Linked DNA regions of Mus musculus: region 1 is linked to region 2. A link is a contact called in public Hi-C data. All regions are on one chromosome and are shown on one strand. The core of a region is the stretch at or near the end of the contact, and the rest is flanking DNA. Distances in the headings are between cores, read along the strand shown.

Region 1 (7,107 bases), core at 2,399-4,898, 3.2 Mb before region 2:
TCAAGTTCTTAAAGGAGACTAACCCTCCTTGGAGATGAGGTAGATAATGTATGCAACAAGAAAACCATGAAAATAAGGGCCCTACAGGAAGTTCCCTGCATTTGTAACCAAAGATGAATTTTACGGCAGATGGGAATCTGAGAGGGGAAATGGGGAAGCATACATTTTATTCGGCTGGAAACAGTGAGAGCTGCTGGTACATAAGATCAGAACTGAAGATAGTAATTATCCACACTTAGCTTGTTTCCATTTGTAGGAAAGCTATGGTAAAAGGGCTGTTATAGCCCAGAGGTAAAGGAGTGCCTTTGTGTACCTCTGGCCTGCCACCAGGCCTAAGTAAGGACACTGCACTGGATCTGCTCTCCACGTAGATCTCCTTTGTTTGTTTTTTCTCACTTTAGGCATCTTTAGAGTTAGCTAAAACCGAAAGTTCAAAACAAAGAAAAAAAATCACATTCCTTGCTTATATAAAAGAATTCTGAAAATATTTTCCTTAGAATCACATGTTCCTCTAGTACTTCTAGGCATCAAACCTAGGACAGAGAGCTAACTGAGGTGCCTATGTAACATATTACAGTGGACCTGGCCACCATGCTCTTTCAGTATCCCTCAGTCCCTACCTGCCACAGGCTTTGGCTGGATTATATAGGGGAGGGCAGCCCTGCCCCTAGACTGGAGACATTTAGCTTAGGAGAGCTGGGTTTGAGATCTAACAGTACCAGGTGTAGATAATAACTTGATATAGATACTATTTTGATATAGATAATAACTTGATATAGATAATATCTTGATATAGATAATAACTTGATAGCAGAAAATCTAATGCCAAAGCTACTGTCACTTGAGATGAAAATAAATCAATCTGGAGACAAGAATTTCCATTTTTACCCAGGTGATGGTGGTGGTCTTGGTGGTGGTATACACACACCTATAACCCAGCAGAGGCAGAGACAGAGACAGACAGATCTCTGTTAGTTCAAGGCTCACCAGGTCTACAGAGCAAGTTCCAGGACAGTTAGGACTACATAGTAAAAAACAGAAACAAACAAAAAGTGTTTTAATATACATGGTGAAAAAGCAATGTAAAAACTCAATTCTAATGGACAAAGTTCTTTTGAAGTGCTTTAACATTTTTAGGTTTTTTTCCCCTTGGGTTAGATATTGTCGGCTGGAGGAAAGCAGCATCTTAGAGACAGTCATCTGGACCTAGCAACTTATGATCTGGCAGGCCTATATTCTTGTCTGTTAGCCTTCCAACCAGTAATGAGCAGCTGACACCTTGCTGATATAATTAGTGTTCAAGTCTATTGACATTACTGCACTGTTACTAAGTTTACAAGATGGTACTTTCTTTCTAACTTCAGAACCGACAGTGTTAATAATCTGGTTTCTTTCAGGTTTCTCAAGTAATTAAGCTAGTTTTAAAGGAAGATTGAGTTGGCTCACGTACATGTATACAGGCCAGCAACCTATTAGAAGGTCCAGTGACATTACAATTTCACTTTCATGCTAGGCATCATTATTAGACGGCAGGCTCATTAACTCTCAGATACTATTCCAGACAAACTTACAATTTTAGATTCACTTGGCGTGGAGAAATTGGGTGTATTTTATGTAAAGACACGAATTGTATTCATAAATCTAAATTAGAAATACGCATTTAACAAATGGAAAAGCATGATACTAAAAAAAAAGGCTTGCTTTTTAAAAATCAGTGCAAGATTTCACAGGCGCCTTAATCACATTTTGCAACTTGTACATATTTATTGGACAACCAACATCCCTAAAATAAGCACCAAAATCTTCAGTAGGAATAAGTATGTTTAGGAGTAGTGCACCTGAACCAGTTATGGAATTGTAAAGGTCTGTAAAGGTCTGTCTCTTTCATTGTCATTACACTAATCAGTCGTCCTTCTTCTTGCCCCCAATTTTAAGGACATTACTTTGTGTGTATGAGTGTTTGACTGCATAAACGAATGTGCACCACATGCCCACGGAGGCTGGAAGAGGTTGTCCGATCCCCACCCCCACCCCGCTTTTATGAGCAGCTGAGCAGGTATGTGGTGATAGGAAACTAAACTTGGGTGCTCTGCAACATCAGCAAGCACTCCTAACCATCTGTCCAGTTCCTTCCCCCGCCCCGCCCCCTAGTTTTTTTGAAACCTACTTCCTACATTAACAGGCATTTCTTTGGCACTACAATTTATAGAGCAAAGGAAAATATTGTGGGAAGAATGCCTCTTCTCTGCTGGGTTCTCATTGGCGTCCTTTAGTCCTCCTTAAAACATTAACCAAACCGGACGTGGTGGCGCATGCCTTTAATCCCAGCACTTGGGAGGCAGAGGCAGGCGGATTTCTGAGTTCGAGGCCAGCCTGGTCTACAGAGTGAGTTCCAGGTCAGCCAGGGCTACACAGAGAAACCCTGCCTCGAAAATTTAAAAAAATAAAAAAATTAATACCGATCTCTTAAGCTTTAAATGAATGAAGTGATTCTATTGAAATTAATAATTTTAATTAATTTCTTAATTCTACGTCAGGTACCCTGGAAGTGGAGTTATAGACGGCTTAAGGGTTACTTGCGGATGTCCTGGAACTCACTCTGTAGACCAGGCTGGCCTTGAACTTAGAAATCCGTCTGCCTCTGCCTTCCGAGTGCTGGGATTAAAGGCGTGAGCCACCACGCCCGGCTCGCATCCAGTACTGTTAACCGCTGAGACATCTCTTCGGTCCCTGAAATTTGTATTTTTATATCTAACTAAGTAAAGGAAATTTGATAAAAGAAACACTCATAATTACAAGAATTTTTCTCTAGGAAAAAGATCGTTGCTTTGTTTTAAAATATGGTGACATGGGGGTGGAAGACGGTGTATTTCCTTTTGATCACTGCCTTTGAACATACTCGTATGTAATATACCATATACTTGACATAGGGTGGTGGGGAAGATCGGCTCCAGTTCTGGCTTAGTAAAATCCGAACAAAGAACTCTCTAAGAAAAGGTTTCTATTTTCTACGCAGGGCTGACTTATTTTGCTTCAGTGTGCACATGGGGGCGGAGGTGATGACTGGCAAACCCCGACTCTCCAAAACCTTAAGCGTAGCTCTCTCTCCAGCTCTGGCTTCTCGGTACACGGAGAGTGGTCCAGAAGCGCTTCTCCCTTCATAGTCTCATATCCCTAGCGAAGTCAGAAACCAATACGACAGAGACATCCGGCGCCAGGGCTGGGCTCCTTTAGGCTCCCCGACCTCACCTTTCTTCTCTCACACCGCCCACGCCCTCCTGCTCGCTCCTCCGCCACCTGCGCGCGCGCCCCAGATCCGGTGCAGCTTCTCGTGCCCGCCTCCCGACGGCTGCCAATCACAGCTTTCTGCAGTTCCCTGGTTACCGAAACAACGGTCCTTGGGCACCTTGGCCACGCCCCTTTGGACCTGCTTCCCGCCTTTCGTGCTTTTCGCCCAATCACTCGCGTCCGAGTGTTCTTTGGTTCCCGCCTCCCCGCCCCCGCCCTCCTGAAGACCCGCCCTTTTTCCGAGGCACGACGGAGTCACCTGACCCGCGGGCGCTCCCTCGGTGGAAAGCAGGAAGGGGCGTGTGCGTGAAGGGGAGGGGCGCAAGAAGAAAGCGGCAGGGATGCCGGGAGTGGGGCGGGGAGAAGGTTTGTCAGTCGGATCTCGCGAGAGAGGACGGAAGCCTGTGGGAGCCCGTGGCCTTTAAAGTGCGATTCAGCCCTCTCCTCCGGGGCTAGTTTGTAAACACGGCCGGCCTCCGGGCTCGCGGGTGGCTGGCAGGACCATGAATTAGTGACCTGGAAAGGTGAGTAATGGTGGAAGGGCCACGGGCTTGGAGGTTGTAGGGATGCAGAGGAAGAAGGTGCTAACATGGCGACGTCGCTGCCTGTAGTCTCCACCCCCCGCCTCCCACCCCTTTTGCGCCCCTGCTGTGGACCCCAACCCTACGGACGGCGGTGGCCGCGTTGCCGCCTCTGGTCTGGCGGAGCGACCGGACCGTTAGGTAACGCGCTGCGGCTCCGGCCGGCCCCTCCCTCGCGCGCTTTCCCAAGCCTGAGCGAGAAGGAATAACGGCTCTTCTCCGACCCCTCCCTCCGACTTCTCCTCTGGTGTGGTCACTTGAGAGGTCCCCGAGGCGCCCTTCGGATCCGCCCATCTGTCGGGGAGACCCCCGCCGCTAGTCCTTGATCGCGCTGCCCAGAGGGCCCACGCTGGGCTCCCCACCGGGGACTCGGGCGATCGAGGGTTTGGGATGGTGCGTTGAAGGATTGGGAAGCAAGGGTCTCTGGCCTCGGTGGAACGTGATGGAGCCAATGGTAATGGAGAACCTGCTGGTGGTCTCGGCCTTTTCTGTCCTTTCTGCCGCCCTCACACTCCCGCCGCCGCCACCCCCCCCTTTCCAGGTGGGGCGGGGCTGAGGTGTGGGTGCAGGTTGATTCTGCTATTCCCCCCCACACCCCATTTACTTCGACCGGTGTTCTGCAGAGCTTTTGTAGGAAAATAATCTGTGCCTTTTATTACCCCAGGGACAAGGAAGAGAGGTAGGGAGAGATGTGTGTATGTCTCCCCGGGATGCTCACTCATTGAACCAGACCTTGGAGGAGATGGGAACTATTTTTATGCACATAGGTATTATAAAATTGTCTCTTCTTTAATGGAGACTCTTAAACTGGGAAGGTCGAGTAAAACTACCACCAGTATAATTGAGTAAAAGGGATACTCATGATAGACTCTAGGCCCATCGACTAATACCTAGTTTACCTTGTGGAAGTCACAGTTTCTTGGGGATTATAAACTAGGGACACGTTCACACCAGATGCAGGTAATGCTGTTTTTAACATCTGACCAAACACGGACTGTTCTGAGCTCAGTTTGTCCTGTTTGAAGAAATTCTTAACCCTTGGCCATTGTCAAGTAATAACCGTTCCAGGAATACTACTCATTTAGCGCCAAATGGCCTGGGTCTCTAGCACCCAAATGGTAAGACTTTATAAAGGCTTATTTTAAAACAGTTAACTCTAGATGAAATAAGAGTCTTGTATTTAAATTTGCTAAACCTATTTGAAGAATCCCTGCAATAAACTTTTTTCAAAAGTATAGAAATATTTTGTAGAGTATGCTAAAAACATATCCTATATAAGCCAAGAAAACTAAGTACATGGATCTTTAAGGCCATCGATAGTTGAGTGATAATTAAGGTTCTAGGTCTTAAAATCATTAATAAATAATTGGAGAGATGTTTAGAGATGTTTTCATGGGTATTTTAAAATTTTAAAGCTATATTGTTTTGAAATGATACTATCCATTAAATATTTCATGACTAACATTAAGTCAAGAAATCTAGGTTTGTTTTTGTTTTTTTTTATTTTTAAGAAAACTTGAAAACTTGAGTTTTAATTATTATCTGTACTCTCCTAATCAATTATATTGCTAGATCTAGTAAATAACTTTACCTTACATGCTGTTTCCACTCATTTTTGACTTTAGTCTCTTCCAAAATGATATGTGTTTCTGTGAACTGGTATCACTTTCTTTTGTTACTCTTATTGAAATGCCCTTAGAAAAGTAAGTCTTATATTTAAAGCAAAATTTGTATTGGAAGCTGGGCGTGGTGGCGCACGCCTTTAATCCCAGGCAGAGGCAGGCGGATTTCTGAGTTCAAGGCTAGCCTGGTCTACAGAGTGAGTTCTAGGACAGCCAGGGCTACCCAGAGAAACCCTGTCTCGAAAACAAAACAAAACAAAAAAATTTGTATTGGAACCCTCCTTGATTAGAAGTCAATGAAAGTAATTAGATAATTCAATGAAAGTGATTGGATGATTCAACTGACCTGTATGAAATTAATACATATAGTACTCCCTGTATTAACTTGTAGCCTACAAAACCACCTGTCATATAGTCAATGGTTTTAACATTTTGTGACTATCTTATATTCACATCTATTTCTATAGACTGAAATCTTGTCTGAAATGGAACATGTTCTATGTTTGTTTTTAAGATTTATTTATTTTTGTGTTTTGCTTGCATATATGTATGTGTACCATTTATGGGCAGTGCCCTTAGAGACCATCTTAAATCCTGAATCTCTAAAACTAGAGTTACATATTATTATGAGCCACCATGTGGGTGCTGGGAACTTATCCCAGCTGCTCTGCAAGAACAACAGGTACTCTTAACTGCTGAGCCATCTCTCCAGCCCTTTGTTTGCTTTTCTACCGTGCTAGGAAAGCTCTTTTTATTTTGTTGTTTCCAGACATGGCTTATCTCTGTAGTTGGCTATCCTGGAACTTGTTTGTAGACCAGGCTGGCCTCCACCTCACAGAGATCCTGCCTACCTCTACCTCCTGACCACTGGGACTAAAAGGTGTGCTCTTTTTTATTGAGATATACATTTCTCAAAATCTATTTATGTAATTTTTTTATTTTACAGTTATATGTGTCTAACTGCTTGTCTGCCTTCTTGCCTGTGTGGATGATAGCATATTTATGGAGATTAAAGGACAACATTGAAGAGTAAATGTTCTCTTTCCACCACATGGGTTCTGAGGATAGAACCCTGGTCATAAGGCTCAACAGCAAGAGCTTTACCCACTGGACCATCTCATTAGCCCTATATGTAACTCTAATGTTGAAGATATAGTGATCCCTATTACTATTTTTGTCTGTGGGGGGAAATGGCAGAAAAACACTTTCTTTGTTATGTTTCTTAAAGTTAAAGAGTTAAAGTAAGGTATCATTTCATAGAAAATAGAAGAATGCATGAGTCTTTAAGGCCATTGGTAATTGTAATACGTGTTTCATATTACATGAAATATACAATTATAAACTTGTATGTGATATATATACCTTCTCATTTTTTATTGACAAACCTCAAACATATTTTTATTTTAAGATAGTCTATGATGCTTACTTTGTTCTTTTTTATAATCATAAAGGGATTTAAATGTATGTTTTATTTGCTATTGTATATGTGTATAATGTGCTTGTATTGGCATGTACATGCTACAACTTGGGTTTAGTGGACAGAACAACTTTATGGAGGTAGCTTTTTCTTTCTACCTTACATGCATTATGGGTATTGAACTCAGGTTGTCAGGTTT
Region 2 (7,699 bases), core at 3,949-6,448:
TTGTTTCAAATAGCAGCATATACTGGGCTAGGCACACATGCAGAAAGTAGCTACACGTTGATTAGAAAGGAACACTGCTGAAACTGTTTATTACTACTGCAAGAGTGGATCTCACAAACTAGGCAATAATGTAATGCTGGTAAGAAGGCCACCAGCTAACCTTCATTGAGTCTTTACCACAGTCCAGAGTGTGTCATGGAATAGCTCACTTAATGCACAGGATAACCGAAGGGTAGGATGTATTATAATTTAACAGTACTTGTTTTCAAATATTTATGTCTAATGTGTGCTGTGGGACTGAGTGACGAAGGTGACAAAGGCACTGCTGTAGTCGACTTTCAGACAAACAGGCTGTCAGCCGAGCTAGCATCAGGGGCTGGAATCCAGTTCCCCAGTGTCTACTAGACACTAGTGGTCTACCAGAACAGTCTCTCAGGGTATCTATGCCCACTAGTCGATGTGGTTCCCCATTTCTGAAAATATGTTTTCATGGTTTCAAAAGGTGTGTATGGGTGAAGGGAAGAAGAGAAAGAAAAATGCCAGCATTATTCCTTTTCCTAGTGTAGAAAATTTAGTTGCAATGCAAACAGGGCAGTATACGGTCTCTCAAAGTAACCACTCTGAGTGTGTCTTTTAAAGAAACAAGTCATTTTACTAGATAATCACATTTCCCCACGCAATATGCAGTCAGATTGCAAAGCACATGCTGAACTTCCCAAGTATTTACCAGTTCACATTTTTTTTAAGTTAGTGAATCCTGCGGATATAGTCCTTTCAGTAGAATATTAAAGACGGTTTAAAAAAAAAAAAGTACAGTGGTGTCAGTGGCGCTGGCCCCGAAGGCAATGGAACCAGCACTTCGCAGAATCTTTACCAAAGTCACAGGTAATGGAGAACAGGAGATCTGGCCAGTGAGGAGCCCAGCCCGCCAGATTAACTTGCTTGAGTCTTTGGACAGAAAGTTTACGTTCAGTGATACAATGTTTAAAGGTGCCCTTGGGTTCATGTATTGTGTATCTGGGGCTGTAGGAAGCTGCAATCATCTGTGTCCTGCATTTGAACGTAATTTCAAAGAATGCTTATGAATTAAAAAGCTTCCTGGTGTTAAACTGAAGAAATCAACGGGGAGGGAGACAGAATCTGCAGGTGGGACCTGCTTATATAGCATTATAATTACATTTGGAAAACAACATTAAGTAGCCCAGTTGTTTATGAGTTTGTCAAAAAAGTAGTCCCCTGTAACAGGGCTTCTTTGTCAGTGAGGCACCCCTAAAATAGGGCAGCTCCACCCAATGGTCCAGGTGTTCTTTCTACAGGACTAATTTACAGTCACTTTGCACTTTGAAGTTAGCACGTAACTACTGTGGAGTCTGCAGCAAGCTTGGGTTAGGCTTCTGATTACAGTGGAGATGCAAAGCGTATCAATGGCCCATCAGTCAACAGAGTAAAACAGCATTTCCCCAAACTAGTGTGAGCGCTGGGTCCACAATGTCCTTGGAGAGCTCCTTTCTCAGAGTGTTATGTAAGGCCAGAATTTTAAAATTTATAATGGCCATCTAAGAGACCACTCTAAAGATGAAACTTTTGAGAATGGCTTTGTTAGACTCACTTAATAACAAATGTCAAATGGAAGCAAGAATCTGGCATTCAACATACAGGGACTGTAGGAGGCAGCCTATAGTACTTCTATAAAACCTAGAAGCCCTAAGGACACATTGTCTGTAAAAAGTGATACATAGTTCTAGCCTATTGTTTGGATTTTAAAAGTAACATTTCTTTAAACTCTGTGACACAAGTAGTCTGGAACTCAAAATATGGACCAGGCTGAGCTTAAACTCGGAGATCTGCCTGCCTCAGCTTCCAGAGTGCTGGGAATAAAGGTGTGTACTACAGAGTTCACTTTGGCAGTGGTATGTGCATATGCCTGCACAGGCCAGAGGTATAACTCTTACAGTTAAAGTTATAGGCATTTGTGAGCCATCCAATTTAGATGCTGGGAACTGAACACGGGTCTTCTCCAAGAGCAGTATGTGACTTTAACCAGTGGGCCATCTCTTCGGCCTAAGTACCCACTTTTAAAAAATAACTTTTGAAAATATTCAGGGTGTTTGATAAACTTTTCCTTGAAAGTACAGCTTTCTGATTAATTAATTAGTTCCAATTTACTTACCAAGAAATAAAACTGCTAATTATTTAGGCTGTATGACTAATCTATCTTTATTTGTTCTTGATTTTAAACAGGGTCTCAGTCTGTAACTAAGAGTAGCCTAAAACTCATTTTGTACTCAAACTTGGTCTTCAACTTTTGGCAATCCTGCCTTACCTCACAAGTGCTGGATTATGGGTGTGGTTGACCACACCCCACTCTAATATATATTTTGCCCACACTCAACTTCATTATGCCACAGCATTCAAAACCTTTGTGGCATATATATAGGGGGTAGAGGAAAGCACAGGAAAATAAAGACAAAAACTCCAGCAGTATTTACCTTTAGACAGTGCAATTTCATGAAACTTTATCTTGAAATGTGTTTAAGTGTTCTATAAAGAACGGATAACCAGAAAACACAGCAACTTAGTAAAATGAAGATCAGTACTTACAGAATGTTAAGTCTGTAATTTTGGAATGTATAATTCAAGTGAAACAAAAAGAATTTAAGGGTCTGAACATATCCTTTGAAGAATTAAAGACCAGAAAACTCCGTGCTCAACACCAGGAGGTGCTAGTTAACCACATTCTCCTATGAAGCTCAATGCAGTGAACCTCACGGCCCTGTTAGGAAACATCACAGTCACAGTAGGTATCATATGCTTCCACCAGTTACACAAAGAAGCAAAAACCTGAGAAAAGCAGATGAGGTGTGGGAAGAGATGCTTCTCTGCATAAAACACACTGAATGACCGCAGGAGAAACCCTGCCGTGGTCAGTCACCTCTGCAATGGGGATAACAGTAAATATATAATGGGATCACAATTGCACCGAACCATGCGGGAAGGCAGAAAAAAACACGTATACGCCACCTAAGAGAACAGACAGGAAGACAGAAATTCATAGCACCTAAGAAGATAAAGTACTCTGCTTAGAGTAATTGCTGGGTCTGTTTCCGATTGCCCAAAGATTGTAAAGCAGAGCTGAGCAGTAAGTACTGAAAATAATCTCTCCAAGTTTACTTGATTATGTGGATTCCTGTAAGATAGCAGCAGATACGGGCATCAGAAGAGCAAATAGTGTTTTTACCACTAACAAGTGAACGGCCAGCAAACTGGTAGTTACCACAGAAAGTGAAATTACATCAGTTCAAACATGGGTGAGTTTATCTCAAAAGTTTCCTGCTATAGACACATTGGCTCACAAGATCGGGGTCTGTAGTGGGACGTACCACCATGCCTTAGGAAGCAACGGATAGGAGGGAGAGAACTCTTTTTTTCTCTCTGAAAACAGAGGTAAGGCAATGAGTGGCAAAATCAGGGAGAGAGAGGGTTAAAAACTTAAAAACATTTGCTTTCATGACATAATCACTAAAGCTCCCTTGGTTTATACCCTCTATACAATGATTTCATATTTTGTAACATTTGTGCTCCAGATGCAGACTGGTAACTGGGGCTGCCCCTACTATTTCTAAAGCTCAAGGAAGAGAGTAATAACACACCTGTACTAACTATGTGTGCACTCAGAAATCCTCCGAAGCACACCTATGAAGACGACATACTTCAACTGTCTTCCATAGGAATGAGCTCATTAAACTGAAGTTCTGTTGACATGAAGATCCATCTAAGACCCTAAAGACTATTTTTTTTTCCTACTCATTAACACTAATGTGTCTTACTAGGTTTCCCTGGGTGTTTATTATAATAAAAATACTGCAGCTCCCTAAGGGTTCATGGCCACACTCAGAATCTGCAAGTAACAGGATAATACACCTCACATGAGTCAACTCAGAATCAGACCAGATGAAAAAGCATCGCCATTAATTTTCCTACGAACCCGGGATGAAGCAGTTCTTTCTCCTGTGTTTCCTATTAGTGTGGGATTTAGGAGTTTGGTTAGCTGAAGGAAATAGGAAAGTAATATGGCATATGAAGAAACACCCTGGAAAAACAAGGGCTTCAAAAGTCTCTTTTGAGTGGAATGGAGAGACAACCACAATCCCGACAACCAGGTGACCAATCACAGTCCTATCGTTCAGGTATCTGGGCTATTTTAAAACGTTATCTCATTCAGAACATGCGACCCAGGGCAGAAAATGAAGGTAAGCAAGCACACTCTCAGAGAAGATTGTCCCTAAATGGCGATGCAGACTGAGGCCACTCTGTTCACAGCCCATGTTAGCACTCACACAGGTGTCACCACATTCCTGGTTCCACGAGGAAAGGACCGTTCACAGGCGGATGTGTCTTTGACCCCTGGTGTCTGGCGCTGCGTTTCCTCATCAAGCCTGGCTATTTTGGAAACTCTCCTCCGCGGACCTAAACCTCAATCTCCCCGACTATTTCATCTTAGAAAGAAGAACGGAAGTTCCTCTCCTCCAGGAAATGTTGGAGAGATCTGGAAGGGTCAGGAGCGACCCGGAACGGAAAAGTCCTATCAAAAATCAACTAAATTTAAGTCTGTCAAATCTAGCCCGAGGCCGTTCGTGCTCCTTTCCCTGTCCAGGTGGCCCTTGCAAGCATCCAGGGGTAGCCGAGATGAACCGACACCGGTCGTGACATCTCCGCTTAGCCTGTGGCTCCGTCACCCTCCCCGAGAACACAGGTACGGGTTCCGGCTCCTTCTGGAGGCGGCGCCCCTTGCTCTTCCTAACTCTGAAGCTCAGGCCAGTGCGCGGCGAGGCCGTGCGGAGGGCCAGGAGCCAGGGTGGTGGGTCCCGGGCCACGTCGCCGGCAGCCGCGCCCAGGGTGCTCCGCGGACTCGGGCCTGGCCGCCCCGGCGTCCCCCCGGGCCTTACCCGCAAAACGTGGTAGCCCTCGGTGCCGCCGCCCGGGATCTCGACGCTCTGCGAGGAGCCCATGGCGGCGGGCGATCCGTACGACCCGGCCGGCTCAGCGCTGCTCCGCCTCGCGCACCGCCCGCTTGGCGACTCCGCGTAGCTCTTGGGACGTGGCACTTGCAGCAGCCCGAGCCGGGCCGCACAGCCCGCCGGGAGATCGTCGCCCGGCAGCCACGGCCGCTGCCACGCCGCAGACAGCGCCCCCTGACGGGAGCCGGAGGGAACGATCGGAAGAGCGCAGCGGGCGGAGGCAGGGAGCGCGAGAAAGCGGAAAGACAGCCCGGAACGCGACGGCTCGCTACGGGGCCCCGGAGCAGACAAGACTTATCTCGGCGCGTTTCTACCTTCGCAGAAGGGTATTTGGTCGCAGCGCCTCCTGGTGACCAGAGGCCAGAGAGGAAGGGAGCAGATGCCGAGCACGCCTGGCGCTTGCTTTGTTTTAGGTCTTGTTTAATAAGATTGTATACCTGAGGATAGTTCACAGTGCCTTTCTGGGGTTGGAATATCAGGTATTCTCAGCTCACGTTTATAAAGAGCAGTGTTCCCTGAAATAAAAGCGGTTACTGTTTTGTTGTTTTTCTTCTCGTCCTGATAGAACACTACGGAGCTACGCAGGAGCGAGGGGCAGGGGTTGGATTTCCTTGGAATTTTGCCTGTTGCCCCACTGCACCCCTCTCAGTGTTCCCTGCCCCGTCTCCTCCCCATGCTATAGTTTGACTTTCAGTAATGGTGTCCCATCCAGGTGTTGACTGTCTTTGGTGTTTTGCAGTGTGAGCTATTATTAAGGGTTCTGAAGTATTCTAGTCCCAAATGGTTTTTCATAGTTAACCCAACACGCCACCAGTTAGATAGTCTAGTTTAAAGGATAGGTAGAGGAGCAAATGAGTGGTGCTCTAAAGAGCCAGGGGAATACAGTACGGGGACCTTTCTTCCCGACAGCTGACCAGTTCGCCATATGGAATCAGAATCATATGAAATTAAGAAGACTGGACTGAAAGAGATACCCATAGACAAAACTAAGAAATACCAGGAAGAGCTTGCATTGGGATCTGGAGTGAAGCCCAGAGGTTTCATAGTCCCTAGCCTGTGGAGGTGGAGGAACCTTGAAGGGATGGACCTTGTAGAAGGAAGTTGGAGTCTGTCCTTAAAGTAGGGAGTAGAACCCTGCCGCTTACTTTCTCTCTTTGCCTCACAGCTGCCCCGAGATGAACAGCTTTGCCAAAATAATGGAGCCAACAGCTATGGACTGAAACTACAAGCCAAACAAATCTTTCTTTCTCCTTTAAGTCGTTTTTTTGTCATTGACAAAAAGCTAACAGAAGGCCAATCTGAAAAAATTCCTAGGGCTGAAGAGGAAGGAGGCTTACGGGTTAAAAGTGTTGGCTGCTCAGTCATGTCAATGGGAATTCAGATCCCAGCACCGACAATAGACTGTCTATAATGCTTATAGCTTCAGCTCGAAGGGATCTAGCACCCTCTTCCAGCCTCAGTGTAGACACACACACACACACACACACACACACACACACACACAGAGAGAGAGAGAGAGAGAGAGAGAGAGAGAGAGAGAGAGAGAGAGCTGGGATCTTGCTGTGTTCTCCTGACTAGTCTTAAATCCCTGATTCCCAGTGACTCTCCTGCCTCAGCCTTCTGAGTAGCTGAGATATGCCACTGTGCCTGGCTTGTAAATGGCATTTTTGGTGCAATTGGAGAAACTTGAATATGGTTGCTAGAATATTAGATTTAGGAGAAGACTATTTCTTTTAATGAAAAGGAAGATAATTACTGAGGTAGGGAGCTAGTTAGAAGACAGACTGAGCCTATAGGCATATAAAATGATTTTTTAAAAATAAAGTATACATTAGTGCATTCCTCCACATAGGACTGTCTGGGATGATAAGAGAAGGGGCTATACTATGGACTTCTGAGTGGTAACTATGTATTTATCTTGGGTTCTTATGTATTCTATACTGCTCAAGGACCTGCCTTTTTATAACAATTTTTGTTTAAAAATTGAAAATAAATTACCACGTCTCTCTTTGCTGCTAATAAGCCAATTATAGTATCTTTCAAAGACCCCACGAGTCCATAGTTAAATAAATGAAAGGTGTGGTCACATGACTTCTCAAGAGCAGGGAGTGCAGCAGAGTTGGTTGCATGTTGCTGGTATGTACTGGAGTGCCTGGCAGCTAATGCAAAGAATCAATATTTAATACAAGACAATAAATATAAGAACTAGATTTGTTGATAATCATCTTATCCTGCTGGGCAGTTAATAATCTCCTTCATGGTACTGATATGTTCAGATGCCAAAGTTTTAGCTTAGGGGTTGGGAGATGGCTCAGGGTGAAGTCATTCACTGGGCAAACACAAAGACTCAAGTTCAGATCTCCAGAATGCACATAAAAAGCCAACCCATTGCTGCAGGAGTCTGTAGCCCCAGAACTGGGGAGGTAGACACAGAAAGAGCTTGGGGACTTGCTGGCTACCAGCCTAGTGCCAGGTTCCTAGAGACCCTGTCTTAAGGAAATAAGTTAGAAAGTGAGACCAGAGTACACAGTGACACACACACACGAGAGAGAGAGAGAGAGAGAGAGAGAGACAGAAGACAGAGACACAGAGAAACACATATGTATGTATGTATGTATATATATGTATAAATGTATATATGGGTGTGTTTGTGTATAAATTTGGATATACACACATATATA

What was found. A called contact is a pair of places that touch in the nucleus more often than the background predicts.
Region 1: a Hi-C map of neutrophils shows a contact between it and region 2, with 7 times the contacts expected there. The contact joins the promoter of Atf2 here to the promoter of Gorasp2 in region 2. A contact is called at or near these places in 3 of 484 Hi-C or Micro-C datasets (CD4 T cells, cerebral cortex and neutrophils).

The regions. Positions count from the first base shown.
Region 1 is chr2:73,889,180-73,896,286 of GRCm38.p6, reverse strand. It overlaps Atf2 (activating transcription factor 2), which reads left to right and starts at 3,648. Exons shown (of 15, transcript NM_001025093.2): 1 at 3,648-3,812. It overlaps Gm10822 (a long non-coding RNA gene), which reads right to left and starts at 3,879. Exons shown (of 3, transcript XR_003953852.1): 1 at 3,548-3,879; 2 at 3,250-3,376.
Region 2 is chr2:70,659,008-70,666,706 of GRCm38.p6, reverse strand. It overlaps Gorasp2 (golgi reassembly stacking protein 2), which reads right to left and starts at 5,198. Exons shown (of 10, transcript NM_027352.4): 1 at 4,947-5,198. The coding sequence starts at 5,009.